Regions from separate parts of the Mus musculus genome. Here all the other regions are linked to region 3. The links are chromatin contacts, called in public HiChIP or PLAC-seq maps. All regions are on one chromosome and are shown on one strand. Each heading gives the region's core, a stretch centred on a gene start, on an enhancer-like site or on the middle of the called end of the contact. The rest is flanking DNA. Distances are from core to core; before and after follow the strand shown.

What was found. HiChIP or PLAC-seq counts read pairs in DNA pulled down with a chosen protein or histone mark.
Region 1: an H3K4me3 HiChIP or PLAC-seq map of embryonic stem cells shows a contact between it and region 3, with 18 read pairs. The contact joins the promoter of Chat here to the promoter of Parg in region 3. A contact is called at or near these places in 11 of 39 promoter capture datasets (the 3T3-L1 cell line, the C10 cell line, the HPC-7 cell line and 5 more), 7 of 484 Hi-C or Micro-C datasets (the N1E-115 cell line, differentiating embryonic stem cells, embryonic stem cells and 2 more), 27 of 115 datasets of contacts at active chromatin or transcription factors (the 230-238 cell line, the SCID.adh cell line, T-cell acute lymphoblastic leukemia and 16 more) and 4 of 9 other capture datasets (adipose tissue, embryonic stem cells, liver and 1 more).
Region 2: an H3K4me3 HiChIP or PLAC-seq map of bone marrow-derived macrophages shows a contact between it and region 3, with 4 times the contacts expected there. The contact joins the enhancer-like site here to the promoter of Parg in region 3. A contact is called at or near these places in 8 of 39 promoter capture datasets (the C10 cell line, cranial neural crest, embryonic stem cells and 4 more), 6 of 484 Hi-C or Micro-C datasets (the N1E-115 cell line, embryonic stem cells, extraembryonic endoderm stem cells and 3 more), 31 of 115 datasets of contacts at active chromatin or transcription factors (the 230-238 cell line, the SCID.adh cell line, T-cell acute lymphoblastic leukemia and 18 more) and 3 of 9 other capture datasets (adipose tissue, embryonic stem cells and pancreatic islet).

What each region holds. Positions count from the first base shown.
Region 1 is chr14:32,464,424-32,467,737 of GRCm38.p6, forward strand. Chat (choline acetyltransferase) reads right to left here and starts at 1,486. Exons shown (of 16, transcript NM_009891.2): 1 at 1,384-1,486. It overlaps Slc18a3 (solute carrier family 18 (vesicular monoamine), member 3), which reads right to left and starts at 427. Exons shown (of 1, transcript NM_021712.3): 1 at 1-427. The coding sequence starts at 1.
Region 2 is chr14:32,488,146-32,491,630 of GRCm38.p6, forward strand. No RefSeq gene overlaps it. Among named protein-coding and RNA genes, the nearest start is that of Ercc6, 24 kb to the right of the region's middle. Within about 2 kb of position 1,781, at least 4 of the 459 cell types and tissues checked have an H3K27ac peak or open chromatin away from gene starts, as enhancers often do. A contact at or near this core is called in bone marrow-derived macrophages, where this site is marked.
Region 3 is chr14:32,200,280-32,203,685 of GRCm38.p6, forward strand. Parg (poly (ADP-ribose) glycohydrolase) reads left to right here and starts at 1,692. Exons shown (of 18, transcript NM_011960.3): 1 at 1,692-2,186. The coding sequence starts at 1,967. Timm23 (translocase of inner mitochondrial membrane 23) reads right to left here and starts at 1,612. Exons shown (of 7, transcript NM_016897.3): 1 at 1,364-1,612. The coding sequence starts at 1,469.

The sequences.
Region 1 (3,314 bases), core at 236-2,735, 260 kb after region 3:
TGCCCCTACCCGCTGCTCTTCCTAAGATGCCTCCACCGGAGTCGGGTGTCGGCGTCCCGCAGTGCAGAGGCTAGGGTACGGTACTTCGGGGGCGCGGTCCTAGCCGCGTAGCGCCCCCTGTGCTTCAGGTGGCTGTGGGGTTCATATCCCCGAGCTCAGGAGAAAAAAAAAAAAAAATCAAGGATTGTCCCGCGCGGCGCCGCTGCTCTTAGATGCTCCAGGGACCAGTTGCCGCTGTTTCGGATGCAACCGCGGAGGCCGGCAAGCCGAGGGGCTGAGGCGGGAGACTGGACGCGCGGTGCCCAGAGAGAGCAGGAGCAGCCCCTGCCGCGCAGAGAGGCCGTGTGCACCCGCCCAGGGGCATGCTGCCGCCGCCCGCCGTCTCTCCAGCCCTCCCCGCGCGTCCGCTCTTGCCTCTTCCTCCACCGCCGCCTCTCTTTTTTTTTTTTTTTCTCCCTCCACTTGGGGCTATGACGCGGTGAGTCTCGGCCCCCGAGTGGTGCCCGGGCCACTGGCGTCGCTCATGCTAATAGGACGTCGTCGGGGCGGGGGCCGGGGGCCGGGGGCGGGGCGCGTCCGGGCAGGGGTCCGCTTCCGAGATGTTTCCAGGTTGGGAGCAAGGGGAAGGGGATCTTGGCGAGCTGTAGTCCTAGACAAGCCCCTGGGGATGGGTGAGCAGTGGAAGGAACCGGCCCTATGTTTCCCCCAGTTCTGGGACCTATAGGGGTGAGGTTCCCCCAATTGGGAGGAGGGGTGCGGCAGCCGGTTCCCCGCAGCCTGGTGGGAGACGGGAGAGCCGGGGGCTCTAGACCTCCTCCTCAGCCTGGACTTCGGCGCACAGCGGGCACGGAGCCCCCGAGGTGAGCCGCGCTGCCTCCATCTGTTCTCGCAGCTGGAACACGCAGCCGGGACCCAGAGGCACAGCGCAAGCAACCCCCTTCCTCAATCCCGCCCCCAGCCCGTCTCATCCCCTCCTCCGGGAAGGGAGGGGGAAGGTACAGAGCCTTCAGGGTCTGGTTCCGACCCACCTGCCCTTAGGCAGAAAGTCTTAGCAGCTAATTCCAGTCTTTAAGGGTTTGAGTATTGAGAGGAGGAGTCGTTCTTTGCACCCAGGGTCCTGGAAGTCAAAACTAACACTTTTTGACCTCCCCCTACCTGGCCTCTCCTTTTCGGCTTTCCGGGCGCGGGTCTCTCCCCCCCCCCCCCCCAGCTCCGCCTATTTTCCCTTCCTTTCTACTCTCCCACTCCTCTTTCTAACTCCTCCCTGGCCCTCTTCTCTCCAGACCTTACCCTCCCTCTGCTCTTGAGAGCCTCCGCCCACTTTTCTGCATTTCCTCACCCCACCCCCACCCCGGCCGCCTCCAAGTCTTGAGTGGGGCTCACAAGTGGCGTGGAAGCTTCTGGGTCTCACGCAGCAGGGCCTCTGCAGCTTTGCTGTCAGTAGAGGCTTAGGAAGGCTCACCTTCCTTCCGGGAGGGCTGCACACGCTGAGCGTCCTGATTTGCAGGCGACAGGCTGAACAGATCAGCCTATGCGTTGGGCCCAGTGTGTCCTCAGAAGAGTTTTGACCCTAGATGGCACGTGAGGCCCGAGTTCCAGTCCACAGACTGGAAGGAGAGAGGATGCCAGTCAGCTGAGATTGGAGGTGGTGGTGACGTTGAGATTGGACTTTCCCTGTCTTGCGGAATCACAGGAGCCTTCAGATCCCAAGCTAGCCTCGGATTTAGCTTCTTCCACTGGGCTTCCCACCCGGGAAGGAGACATCGTGATCTGGGCTCCAGAGGCAGACAAATAGGATGGCTTCCAGAGCTACCACTTACTAGATAACAGTGCCAAGGGAGACGTTGTTTCTCCTTCTGCCCCCACTGTCCCTTTATTTATCTGTAAAATGGAGTACCTACAGCTTAGGGTGTGGTACACGCATGATGAGAAGCATCAGTATTTGCCATTGTTGCTGTGACATGCTCTGCCCTGTGTTCATGTCACAGTGGAGGGTCTTGTGAAGAGCAGACAGACACCAGGGCCATCCTGACTCTCTGGCTTATCCCTCGAGTGGGAAGGCATTGTGAGCCTGGTCTCTGTCCGAGCTGGTAGAAGATACAGAAAGAGCTGGAAAGTTGGCTTCTCTTCTTATGCCAGCTGCAAGATGATGTGACAGAGACCAGAGTCAGGGAGAGAAGGCAGCACTCAAGTGGTCTAGCCCAACCTCTCAACCCCGTACACAGGTACTCCTGAAAGGAGGAGACTCACCTAAGTAGAGAGCTGCCCAGTCACATGCCCTGTGATGGCCCAGCTGCCCTTAAAATGAGGGAAGAAGCCTAAATATGAGGACAGCTGTGGCTCTGGATAATGTTGGGCAAGTCACAGTTGCCCTACCTCTGGCCCACTTGGCCTCTGTTCATCAAGAGGTTACCAAAATTCACACTGCTGAAAGTGCAGCAAAACGACTTTAAATATTATCCCACTGCCTTTGTTCATAGCACATACTCCAGAGACTCGCTTTCCCTCAGCTTGCTCCATGTACTCTGTCACCTGCTTGGCTCTCCAGACACTCTAGTTTAAGAATACTCTGGGTTCCTCTGACTTTTCTACAAAAGCTACACTGATGGTTTTTAAAGAGGTATTCCACACCCTACATGGTAACGATTATTTATTCATATATTGTCGCGCCGTCTGAGTAAAATCAGGAGGCAGGATGACACGGGAGGCAGCAGTTTTCTCTCTAGTGGTTAACAGACAGTAGAATCTTCCAAAAAATAAACTTCCCAGTCCTAGCAAGCTGCAGACCTCGTCTCTTGGCTCTCCAGCCCACATAATAATCCTTAGCTGTTCCTGAGAATGAAGCCAGTTCATTTTGGGACTCACACCCAACTCTCGCCTCCTCCATTCCTCTATGACAAGATGCGGACTCACTTGTTCTGTGCCAGGGCCATGGGTATACTCTTACTTCATCCTTCCTCAATCCTGGTACAGCAAAGATGCTATCTGCCCCCATCACACCCCCCACAGGGAAGTTGTTCTTATGCCCTGGCACATCTGGTTCCAGGCTGTTAAGACCTGCTTCATGGTCTTCATGCCACCTCCCTTTTCTTTGTGTTTCATTATGCCTCTATCACTCCATCTGCAGTGTGGCACACCTTGGCAGGGTAAGGGCAAGAGGCATAAAAACTGGAGTGAGGAAGGCAATGGGCTGGATTCTTCCAGGTCTTTAGCTCCCAAATAAGAAGGCAGAGCTTTTACATCTGAAGGATACAGGGGTCACAGTCAGGGGAAGACAGACCCCCTTCAGCAAAAGGCTCCCTCTCCCAGATGTG
Region 2 (3,485 bases), core at 531-3,030, 290 kb after region 3:
CCTAGAATAGGGAATAAAATATCCATGGAAGGAGTTTCAGAGACAAAGTTTGGAGCAAAGATGAAAGGATGGACCATTCAGAGCCTACCCCACCCGGGGGTCCATTCCATAATCAGCCACCAAACGCAGACAGTATTGCAAGATTTTGCTGAAAGGACCCTGATATAGCTGTCTCCTGTGAGGCTTTGCCAGTGCCTGGCAAATACAGAAGTGGATGCTAACAGTCATCTATTGGATGGAACACAGGGCCCCCAATGGAGGAGCTAGAGAAAGTACCCAAGGAGCTGAAGGGGTCTGCAACCCTATAGGTGGAACAACAATATGAACTAATCAGTACCCCCAGAGCTCGTGTCTCTAGCTGCTCTTCTGTAGCAGAAGATGGCCTAGTTGGTCATCATTGGGAAGAGAGGCCCCTTGGTCTAGCAAACTTTATATGCCCCAGTACAGGGGAACACCAGGGCCAAGAAGTGGGAGTGAGTGGGTAGGGGAGCAGGGCAGGGGGGGTATAGGGGACTTTTGGGATAGCATTTGAAATGTAAATGAAGAAAATACCTAATAAAAAATTAAAAAAAAAAAAACACGTGAAGCGGTAGAGGCCCTTGGAAGTGATGGAGCTGTTTTATCTTTTTAAAATATTGCTTGCATCCTGCTTCCTCTTTTCTAAGTGACCAGTGACCGAAACACTGCTTAGACATCTGTGCAGAGTTGCTGGTAGCCGCCCGTGTCACAGATGTATGCTCCTGGCAGCTAATGAGCTTTGTTTACCTCAACTCCCCCTTTGTCAACACTTGCTCTCTGCATCTTTGGGGGAGATATTCTGGCTAACGAAAGGACATTTCTCAGCTGTCCATTTGCCTTTCCATTTTCCTCTCATCCATCTGGGCGTGCCCCATTGGCTGTTTCCTATTGCCCGATGCCTGGTTCCCCCCACCACACACACACACTGTGCTTTATAAAGGAACTGCTGCTTTTTCTTCTGTAAATCCTTGGCTATTTGGAATAGAGGCTCACAGTGCCTTCAGGTAGCCTCAAAAACAGCTGGCTTCACTTCCAGCTGCTCCCCTATCACCCACTCATGCTCTGGCAGGTGGGCAGGCGTGGTGTGGTGGTGGTGGGGTGTGAGGTTCCAAAATCAAAATATAGTATCCCTCTTACCAAACCATCCAGTGCTTTTCTATTAAGTCTAGGAGAATATTCAAACAAGAAGGACTCTAGTTTTATGCCAACTTGACCTAAGGTATGGTCATCTGAGAGGAGGGAATCTTCAATTAAAAAAATGCCTCCATAAGATTGGGCTGTAGGCAATCCTGTAAGATGCTTTCTTAATTATTAATTAATGAGAGGAGAGCCCAGCCAATTGTGGGTAGGGTTACCCCTGGGCTGGCAGTTCTGGGTTCTATAAGAAAGCAGGCTGAGTAAGCCACGGGGAGCAAGGCAGTAAGCAGCACCCCTATGGCCTCTGCCTCAGTTCCTGCCTCCAGGATCCTGCCTTGTTTCAGATCCTGCCCTGACTTCCTTCAATGATGAACAGTGGCGTGGAAGCATAAGGCAAACCCTTCCCATCCAAGGTGCCTTGGTCGTAGTGTTTCATCACAGCAATAGTAAACTTGACTTGGAGAAGCCCCAAGACTGAGTGTGATCCCATCTCGCCCAGGTCTCAGGTTCAATGCCTTCCCATCTCCATGGTTTTACTTCCTGAAATTTATTACTCACTATCAGTCATGCTCCAAAAATACTAAGTAGCAATTTCCAGAAATAAACTGTAATTCATGGGTTGCATGCCATTCTGAGGAGCATAATGAAATCTTATGTCATACTACTCTGCCCCATCCAGACATAGCTCGTTCCTTTGTTATCCACTACCCATCTGCTAGTCATTCAGTGGCCATCTCGGTGATCAGGATGGTTGGCATGGTTGGCATGGCCCCAAAGCCCAAGAACACTGATGCTGGCAATTCAAATATTTCAAAGAAAATCCATAAAGTACTTGCTGTAAGAAAAAGGGCAGAGCAGGCGTGGTGGTGCACGCCTTTAATCCCAGCACTTGGGAGGCAGAGGCAGGTGGATTTCTGAGTTCGAGGTCAGCCTGGTCTACAAAGTGAGTTCTAGGACAGCCAGGGCTATACAGAGAAACCCTGTCTCGAAAAACCAAAAAAAGAAAAAGGGCAGACATTCTCAATGTACAGGCACCCTCTAGGGTGTCGGAATATATTCCTAGAAATTGTGGGGATAGGCATTAAATTCACTGTGACCTCTGTTCCTCTCTACCCACAATTCACTCTTCCCCCGTTGGCTTCCTCGTAGTGATCAAGCCTTCACTTACCTGTTGCTGGCTGGTTGTGTTGTACAACTTCCAGTATTCTAGAGGCAGAGGCAGGTAGATCTCTGTTAGTTCAAGGCCAACTCAAGGTCTACAGAATGAGTTCTAGGACAGCCAAGGCCACACAGAGAAAATCTGTCACAAACAAACAAACAAACAAACAAACAACAAAAGCTTCACCTGTCAGCAGTTTTCACTCAGCATGCTATCTAGTTTTCCTCCTGTCTGTCTGAGTGGCTATGGTCCCTCTGTCACAGGGTTTTCTACCACTTCTATCTTGGTGTATGTCATTGTCTGATCTGATTACATTTAATACAATCTGACAGAGCAGGGATTGTGTGCTGTCATTTGCTGTTGTGACCTCAGTGTCCAGAATGGTGCAGATGTGGAACGGCCATGGTGAACAGCCACAGAAACAGAAAAGTGGAGCTAGGAGCTCTCAGCTCACTGGCAGGCTGCATGGGGGTGCCTGATCCAGAACACCAGTTTGACTGTGGTGATGCCTATCCCTGGTTGTCAACTTAACTACATCTGGAGTGAAGTACAATTCAGAAATGGAGGGTACACTTGTGATCCAGATCCTGAGACTAGAAGACACAGGCTTCTGACCTGGATCTTGACGAAGATCTTGGTAGATGGTGGCCATGTAAAGCTTAGGCCCAGGCAAGGTGGTACACGCCTTTAATCCCAGGAGATTGAGGCAAGGAGATTTCTGAGTTCAAGGCCAGCCTAGGACTAAGCAAGTTCCAAATCCAGGTGTGGTGGCACACACCTTTATTCTGGGCCAGACGTTCTGCTGGAAGCCTACACAAGGACAATGGAAGAAGGAAGACTCACCGCTCTTCACCTGCTTGCACTTACTGGCCAGCACATCTGTTGGAACCTGCTTCTTCAGGATTCCAGCTTATACAGAAGACCAGCTGAAACACCTAGCCTCGTGAAACAGAGCAACTACCAGATTCTTAGACTTCCCATTTACACCTGCCCATTGTTGGGTTAGTTGAACTGCAGACTGTAAGTCATTACAATAAATTCCCTTAATAGATAGAGACATTGCATAAGTTCTGTGACTCTAGAGAATCCTGACTAATACATGGCCACATTGCCAACCCCCCTGCTCTTTGTACACTGAGGAAGAGTTCCAGAAGCCCCTCCTGTGCACAGT
Region 3 (3,406 bases), core at 442-2,941:
CAGCCCTAATGGCTTTCATCTACAATTAGATCAAATCTAATCCCCCCTTCCTTGCTTATAAAAGCTTGTATTTGTTGCTGTTTCCTGCCTCTCAACTCTTTTTTTTTTTTGGTTTTTCGAGACAGGGTTTCTCTGTGTAGCCCTGGCTGTTCTGGAGCTCACTTTGTAGGCCAGGCTGGCCTCGAACTCAGAAATCCGCCTGCCTCTGCCTCTCGAGTGCTGGGATTAAAGGCGTGTGCCACCACGCCCGGCTTGCCTCTCAACTCTTACAATCAATCTTGTATCAGTTCATTCCCTTGCAACTCTAAAGACAAACTGACCCAATAGCTTCTCAAGAAACACAGCAGGTTTGTTCTGTCTCTCAAGCACTTGTTGCTAAATTCAGGTCACAGCTCTAACTTCAACTCCCAAGCTGTTTTCTCTAACCTGTTCTCCAACAACCTTCACGGCCCATCACCACCACCACCATCTCAGGGTCCTATTTCAATTGCCATGTCATCTATCACTAACTTCTGTGTCCTCACGTTACTCTCCTCAGTAGTATGTGTACTCTCTCACCTTAAGTAGTGCCCTTCATGTTATGCAACTGAGATATCCTAAGATACACATAAATTGTGTCCTGGACTCAAGTTTTGACAGCAGACATTAGGGTTATCAAACGGCTTTCTGAATGTTTTTAAGTGTAAAGGTTTTACTTAGAGGATTAGCAAGAAGAAACACTTTAGTAAAGTGTTATTAAACATTAACTCCCAAGCTCTACTTATCCAGTCGAATATCCATAATTACAAAACATTAAAAGCCTGAAAGACATACTTAGGTGATTGAGAAGGGCCAACAGGCTGGGAATTCATGCCTCTGCATCTTTGAATTTGCTTATATCGCTTTCAGAATTTGGCTCTTTTTTCTTGTTTAAAAATCTCTTAAAAGTTTCGTTTGCTTCCCCAGCTCCTTCTGATTTCCTGAATTGTCTCTCACACGCACAAAGAACGAAAAATGTTTTCGCCTAACTGGTTTAGAAATATTTAAAAGCCGTGTGAAAAAAAATTAATAGCGCGCTTGTTATTTGGAATGTTTATTTCTAGAACTAGGGTCTCCTAACAGGGCCAAGCATACAGAAAAGCGTGTGACGAGAAAAGACGGGACGGGGCACTAAAGAGGAGGACATTTTGTGTTTCCTCTCGAAACTAGGTCACTAAAAGAGCTTCCCGGGGATTTACGATCCCCCAAATTCGTTCAGCCTTGAAACCCAATCACCGGCGGTGAATCTCGTAAAGGCGAGCAGGAAAAGGGACAGGAACGTTACACATTTCTAGCTGTCCCAGGAAGGAGTCAGAAAGGGGAGCAGGCGAGGCCCGATACTCACGCGGGACGCCGGCCAAATCAGCGTTCGAGTAACCCGCTCCTCCGGCTCCGAAGAAGCCAGCTAACCCGCTGGTGGATTTGTTGCTACTTCCTCCGCCACCTTCCATGAGGTCGCAGCAAACGGCGGTGGGCTCGCCACCACCACCTCAGGCCGGGGACGTATGCTCGGCCGTGGCCGCGACAAGCAACAGCGGGAAGACCCGCGTTGCTCCTGCCACCTTCACCACGCTGACCTTCCGGGCGCCGGCTCCCGTGAAGTATCGCACTTCCGCTTTACGGCTGTGTGCGGCCCGGAAGTGGGAAGCGCGAGACGGCTGCTTTCCGGTGGTGGGAAAGTGAGCCTGGAGCCGGAGCCCGATCTCGAGCCGAGTGGAAGCGGCGCGTCCCGGGGCTGGTGGGCTCCCTGCTGCCGAGCGGAGGCAAGCGGCTGCGCAGCGAGGGTCTCGCTCGAAGGCCCGAGGAGTGGCAGCCTCCAGGCGGGCCGCTGCGGAGAGGGAATGGTGCGCGGCGCGCCGAGAAGGAGGCGCAGTCCGTCCCTGTCCGGGTTAGTGAATGAGGCTCTCCGCCCGGGCCGGCCCGGGGACTGTGTGCTGCGGGTCCCAGCATGAGTGCGGGCCCCGGCTGGGAGCCCTGCACGAAGCGGCCCCGCTGGGGCGCCGCTGGAACTTCTGCGCCGACTGCCTCGGACTCCCGGAGCTTCCCTGGCAGGCAGAGGCGTGTTCTCGACCCCAAGGACGCTCCCGTCCAGTTCAGGGTCCCTCCGTCCTCGCCAGCCTGCGTCTCGGGGCGGGCGGGACCGCACAGAGGCAACGCCACCTCGTTTGGTACGTGGGAAAAAAAAAATCTTTGTCCTTGTTTCAGTGTGAGGACCAGGAGACTCCAGTCACTCCTAACTGATCTTGTTTCCACCACTCTGATGACCCCGATGTTCAATCACTAGATGCCACTCCAATGAGAGGCGCTACAGTTTTACTAGTGGCATGTGTGTTGTGGAAAACTTTGTTGGACAGGTAGTTACCGGACCTCCCCGGGATACTTTCCTCAGCTTGGATAGAGAATTTGCCCTGTTAAGGAAGTCTAGTTGTGTATGTGAAGCAGAAGGGCGCTTCAGTCTCCAAAAATCGTAAAGAAAGTTGTTGCAGTAGACTCAGTGAGAGCTGACTTCCAGAGTGCAGAGCTGTTAGCCTTAGCTTGCTGGATTGTATTTGTCCCTGGCACACGATGTTGAACACGAGGAACTTGGTCTCTTCTTTCGTACCTTGAAATCTGTGAGGAGAGAGAAACAATAGCACAAGTCAAATACCTGTAACAGAGAGTAATGGATGTTGTTGTTCATGAAGGAGCCATTGTTTTGGTAGGAATTAAGTATACTTAAGTTAGTTATGGTAGTCCAGAAGGTTTGGTACTTACTGTGAGTACTGGAGAAGAAAGTAAAGAGGTACTTCAGATATGCAGTGGGTGCGCAGAATCAACGGTGGAATGGTGAGAGATGGGCTGCAGAGAATTAGGACAGTGATCCTACTCTGCTGAGTAAGTGTGGACAGTACTAAGGATCTTGAATTTTACATTTTCAGGGCAGTGAGAGGCTATTAAAGAGTGTTCAGTTGTGTGAAGGGGCGGGGTAAGGCAAGGACTTGGTTAGTCTTGTTTTCTTGAACTGTCTGTATATGTTTGGTGTATGGAAAATGGAAAAGAAAACCTGGTTGAAATCTCAGGACTAAAGGAGTTGGTCTAGATGGGGGATGCTTTACACTTAGACCCTGCTGCAGGCAGCAGTGAACAGAAGTGGATGCGTACTGGAGGGAATGCCGTGTCCTGTCCTTTTGTAGCTCAGAAGAAATACACCTATGCTTGAGAAATGGAGTTCTTGGTGTTAAAGTATAATGGACTCTGTAAGTGTGGTTTAGCATACAATGGTTAGTATTGACAGTAAAGCAGCCAAGGATAGAGCCTTTAGGAACACCTGCCTTTTAGGAGAGGCCTGAGAGAAATGGTCAGTGAGGATGAGAAAAGTCTACTGTTCTTTACGCAGAGTGAAGAACAT